2 separate regions of the Mus musculus genome follow, and region 1 is linked to region 2. The links are chromatin contacts, called in public HiCAR-type maps. All regions are on one chromosome and are shown on one strand. The core of a region is the stretch at or near the end of the contact, and the rest is flanking DNA. Distances in the headings are between cores, read along the strand shown. Region 1 holds the start of Cbr3 (carbonyl reductase 3). Region 2 overlaps Runx1 (runt related transcription factor 1).

Region 1 (2,700 bases), core at 133-2,632, 1.1 Mb before region 2:
ATTTGCATACACATGGCCCACATTTAAGTATGAACCTCCAGGGCCATAATTCACCAAACCTTCCATCCGACAACGCTGAGAGTGGCTGAGGTGGTGAGCTCGCCCCTCCCCTTCCCCAAAGCCCACATGCCAGAGTTTGGAAGTGCGGGTACAAGGGTGTCTTGGCTCTCACGCAAGGCGCCTATGGGTGTCCAGGGCCAACTGGAGAGTTTTCGGCTGCACAATAGTCTCCCTCCCTCGTTAGTCTCCGGCTCTCTCAGCATTTTCAGTGAAGCTGGAATGTTTGTTTCAGTTCCAGCACATGGCAACTGGATAATTTTGCTAATTGGACATTTGTTAGAGTAAGCGATCTTGTTTTGTTTTTTTGGGTTTTTTTTCCCCTAAAGGAAGATGATTTCCAAACCGCACTTGCAAGTTTAATAACAAACCTAGTTCCCCGAGGAGGAGGGAAGCAGAGCTCGCTTCCTTTTTGCCAGAGCCTCTCAAAACGCTCCATTAAAGCGGGTAGGAAACCCACTATCGTGCCAGGGCGCTAATTGTGTCCGGGCGACCCATTTCCTGTCCTCAGCAGATATCTACTGGCATCTATGAATTCGCCCTTGTTTCACGCGAAGCGAAAGCTCCAACCCTATTTTTTTGGAAGACCCTTCTCTGAGAAAAGCCTTCGTGCGTGGGACAGAAAGCTGATGAGCTTGACAAGGCGTGGTCCCCTCCCAAGAGACCGGTTTTCTTCCAAACAGGCGCAGCTGAAAGTTCCAAGGAGGGCCTCCGGCGGAGCACAGGCCCGCACAGGCCGCCGGCCGGGTCGGGCATGGAGTGGGGTGCCTGGGCGGGCCCGCACCCGAGTCACCGCACGGGGGAACTCGCCACGCAGAGCGCGAGCCGGGTGCACCCAGGCGGGATGGCGCAGCCTCCGGATCCCAGAGGCTCACTGCCCAGCACCCTCGGAAAACCCCGGGACACCTCCTCCTGGAGCCCCACACCTACTTCTAAAGGCGATGCCCGCGTTGTTGACCAGCACGTTAAGTCCCCCGTACTCCTTGCGCAGAAAGTCGCGCAGCGCACGGATGCTCTGCGGGTCGTCGATGTCCAGCTGGTGGAAGCGTGGGCTCAGGCCCTCCGCCTGCAGCTGCTGCACCGCCGCGCGGCCCCGCGCCTCGTCCCGCGCCGTGAGCACCACGTCCCCGGAGAATTTCCGACACAGGTCACGCGTGATCGCAAAGCCGATGCCTTTGTTAGCCCCAGTTACCAGGGCCACGCGGCTGCAGGACGACATGTCAGAGGGACACACGGACCACCTGATGGCCGGGCCGGCTGGGCAGCGGGTCACGCGTGGTCAAAACCGTGGCGTAGGACTAGATTCTGGGACCCGGCGCTGCGACTGCTAGAGAGCAAGGCCTTGAGAAGCCTGTCCCTCCCCTCTGAGGAGGAGCCGTCTGTTCCCGAAGGGTCCGCCTCCTCCCGCTCGCCTGCCCGCCCGCCCGCCGGCCAGTGTAGAGATCCTGGTTCCGAGCTAAGCAGTGGTCAGGGACAAGCGCTGCTCCCAAAGGAAGGGGTCAGCAGGACTCGTGGCAGTCGGATTGAAACAACTATTTTGGGGAAACTTCAAAAGGAGGAAAACAAATGCTCCGTAATTTTCTTGGGCGAGAACCCGTCGTTCTCTGCAGAATGCAAATGTTTGCTTCTGCGGAACTCGCTCTGAGATTACTTAACACACCCCGCGGTTTGCTCAGGGACTTCAGGGAACAGTGCCTGGGAGTAGACTGAACAGGTGTGGGCGAGCCCTCGCGGCTGGAGGTCTCGGTGCGCCCCCACGTGGGAGAGAAGGCTCATGTTTATCGAACTGTTTTGAGTAGTACGGGAGTCCTCAGTGCCGGTCTTTGGTTTATTCCAAGTGTACTGGGTATGCAGATAGATCTGCATTGGTCTCAGTCTATGCGAGTCATCTCCCAAGGAGATGCTGAACCTACGAACAAAATTCCAGGCGTGTCTAAGTGTGGGCACGCAATCAGACCTCCTCCCTTCTTGGGTGGAATCGAGTCTGTGCTGATCCTACTTGGCTAGGGATTGTGAGGTTGAAGGACAATTAAGTCCTCACTCACAGTGATTCAGCGTTTCCCGAGCTGATCCGGCCAAACTGCCTTAGCCTCTTATTACGGACTCCACCTTCTGTTTCAAATGAGGTGAGGAAGGTGAGCTCTGTGGGGGCCTAGCCTGCCTGTGATGTTAACTTGAGAGGATCTAGGAGACAGACCTCTCTCTCAGCCTGTCTCTGAGGGAGTTTCTCAGTTAGGCTGACTGGGGTAGGAGGCCCACCCTAAGCTCAGTACCGTTCCAGGGACTGGGATGCTGGACTGAATGAAACGGAGAAAGTGAGCTGGGCCAAGGCTGTGGAGCTGGCTCCGTGGGTGAAGGTTATGAGGACTAGAGTTCAAATCCCCGCTCCACACAACGTGGGGCAGTGTGGCTGCTGTGTGACCCCAGAAGCAGGATTTCCGGAGGCGAGCTGATTAGCCAAGTCTGCAAGGTCTGGTTCAAGTGAGAGACCCTGCCTCAAAGAATCAGGAAGAGATGAATAGCAGAAGACATTTGTCAACCTCTGACCTCTGCATACACGGGAACCCCGCCCCCTTCCTCCCAACCCCCACACACAGTTTGACCATCTGTCTTATGCTCATGTGGTTAGGACCCCACAGTGTT
Region 2 (2,700 bases), core at 188-2,687:
TAGAGTTTAAAAGAATTCTGTCAGACTTCCGTTTGCCTCTCTGAATCAGAGCACGGGGTGGAATTCCTCTGTGAGTGGAGGGTGCCCCCAAATGAGTCTGCCTTTATTAGTTTGTGTCCTTTGTTCAGAGCACCAGGGATTACTTTATGAAAGCACGCGTGACTCTTATCTTCAAAGGTCTCCCCTGCATGGCAGACTCTACCTCACCAACCTGTGTTATTAATCCATTGCCATCCCAATTAGTTCAGATCAAGGTCAGTTACTTGGGGTGTGCAAAGGGGCCGCAAATGTAAGTGAGTGAGTCCCCCTCCTGTGGTTCTCCCACGAAAATGAGAGATTACAGGCGGGGAAACATAGAAGCGAGAACTGTCTGGTGCCTCAGTGTTTGAGAGTGAAGTGAAGACCTCAGGGAACCCTAAACAAGCCAATGCTTGAGTAGAAATACACGACCCCTGCTGCGGGGAAGTTTCTTGGCCCCGTCTCCCCACCCTATTGCTGATGGCAAGCATCTGAGAAATTTAGGAGCCTCGGACACAGAGTTGGGTCTGAGAACATTTGCTGGGTCCACGTGGAGGAGGAACCTTGTGTTTATGGCGCGTGATAAGCACCGAGCCTCCAAAAGGCACATCTATGGAAAAGAGGCTGGAGTTTGGTAGGTCCATAGGATGGCTCATGATAATTCCTAGCCACCCATCCCACTGTCATCTTGAGGTCATCAGCAGAGGGATGGTAAGGTATGTGAGGGTTACATCTTTCTAGGTGGACAACAAGACCTATGAGAATACACTTCTCTGATCTACCATTGTTTCTAGTACTGTGGGGAGGCCATGGAAGATCAAATGGAAGTGCAATGATTAATGTCCATTGCATGGACAGTCAGACAGGACAGTTCTTGTGAAAGATGTGTTAGAACAACCCAGATAGGAACAGCCAGGAATCATGAAAGGCTGACCACCCCCCACCCCCAAGCAGGAAAACCCTAGACTTATTTATTAGATTCTTCTGATGCAGAGAGAGACCTGTGCATAGCCTGGCTAGAGGATGGGAGAGGGAGTTCCCCGCCCCCACCCCACAGCTCTCTGAGGTGCTTCTCTTGGGCTTTGCTTTGGGGAATTGATTCTAAGAGGACAAGTCTGGTGTGTAGGAAAGGAAAACACAGCAGTGTCCCAGGTTCAGGCCAGAGAGAACAGACATTTAAGACCAGACCAGAACTCTGAACCTACCCCTCCACACACACACACACACACACACACACACAACGCACGAGGAGAAGAACATGGGGGCAGACACTGACTGGATCTCTCTTGCAAACATTTACCAAAGGGGGCTAGGCATTTCACCTCTGTGGAATTTTTCTATTTCCCCTGTGTCAGAATGTTCTTCTGTGAGTTGAGAGTGTGGAATGAAGGCTCTTAAAGAAAGAACAACCCTTTGACATGACTCACACCTCAGAAGACAAAGAACAATGAATCCCTGGCTTGCAATTCAGCTTTCAGACCCTGTGTCCTGGCAGGCACAGCGCCACCCTGCCATGAGCCTGCGTTCTGCAGAGCGGGTACGGACTCCCTCTGGAGCTGTGGTGTTCAGGGAAGAGACGCTCCCTCATGCTGCGTCTCCGCGCTGGCACTTAGCCACCGGAACCACACACGCATGGTTGTGGGAACCACGGTTTGCACCCTGGAACTCTGGCTGGCTGGGACAAGTCCTATTCCTGGTAGCCTTGCGGTGTCTCTGCTATGTGGAGCACCGGCAGTGAGGATAAAGAGTCTGTGCTGGACAAGCCCAAGCAGTCCTCACTCTGGACATCACTACCATTCCCTGAAAGGGTAGCAAGGGGAGACTCTCTTGCCTTTTCATACTACAACTGAACTGCTAATGGTCAGGCCAAGATACTATCTCACCCTAACAGTACCTCACAGGCTGATGCAATGACCCCTCCTCACAGGAGGGGAGTATGCCCACTTGCCTCAACAGTAAGAGGCAAACTGGTGTCTCCATTGCAACCTCTCAGACTGGAGAGTCATGCCCTTGCTCTCTTGTTGCCTGAGCACTGTTGGTCCGGGAATAGGGAACAGTGGAGCGGTACCCAGATACTAGAGATGCCTGGAGCCAGTACAAGCCACAGCACAACCGGCATCATCTGTTCTGTTTTGGGGAATATTCTAGAGGATATTGCATTGGATCTTCTTTTCTGTCCCCATGAATATGAATTTCTCTTAATACTCTGCGGAAGAATGAACGCTGTAATCTCTGCTTAATACCCTGGTCAGAGGAACACAGGGGACAGGGCCTGAGTTCTGTCCGTTAAGCCACCTTAGAAATTCCCAAGCAGCTCTAACATTTAACAAAGTGAGTAGTACAATGCTAGACTACAAGGTTGAGCACGCACAGGCCATGGGGCTGGGGTAGAGGTGACCTCTGCTCTCCCACCAGGGTCCCGAGTGTAGGCTCAGTGACAGCCCTTGGCACAGAGATCTGGGAGCTGCGCAGGTAGCGGTGACCCCCCAAAGGAAACAAAGCCACCTAGTGGCTTGATAGAGCCTGGATTAGGTCGGACTTCAATCTAGGCTGGGCCCTGATTGACATTGTACAGGTAATAATAGATCCATCATCACCACCCTCTGCAATTCCAAAGAAGAATAGCCACTCCTTTCTTGGTGCCTACCATCACCCTAAGGCATGTTAAGGACCCTCATAAAG

The links. HiCAR-type assays count read pairs that join an accessible place to other places.
Region 1: a contact with region 2 is called in a HiCAR-type map of astrocytes, with 3 times the contacts expected there. The contact joins the promoter of Cbr3 here to the enhancer-like site in region 2. A contact is called at or near these places in 2 of 39 promoter capture datasets (embryonic stem cells and liver) and 5 of 115 datasets of contacts at active chromatin or transcription factors (astrocytes, embryonic hindbrain, embryonic stem cells and 1 more).

The regions. Positions count from the first base shown.
Region 1 is chr16:93,681,901-93,684,600 of GRCm38.p6, reverse strand. Cbr3 (carbonyl reductase 3) reads right to left here and starts at 1,382. Exons shown (of 3, transcript NM_173047.3): 1 at 988-1,382. The coding sequence starts at 1,276.
Region 2 is chr16:92,622,943-92,625,642 of GRCm38.p6, reverse strand. The region is part of intron 6 of Runx1 (runt related transcription factor 1); the gene reads left to right. Among named protein-coding and RNA genes, the nearest start is that of Gm30224, 28 kb to the right of the region's middle. Within about 2 kb of position 1,437, at least 60 of the 459 cell types and tissues checked have an H3K27ac peak or open chromatin away from gene starts, as enhancers often do. A contact at or near this core is called in astrocytes and pancreatic cancer cells, where this site is marked.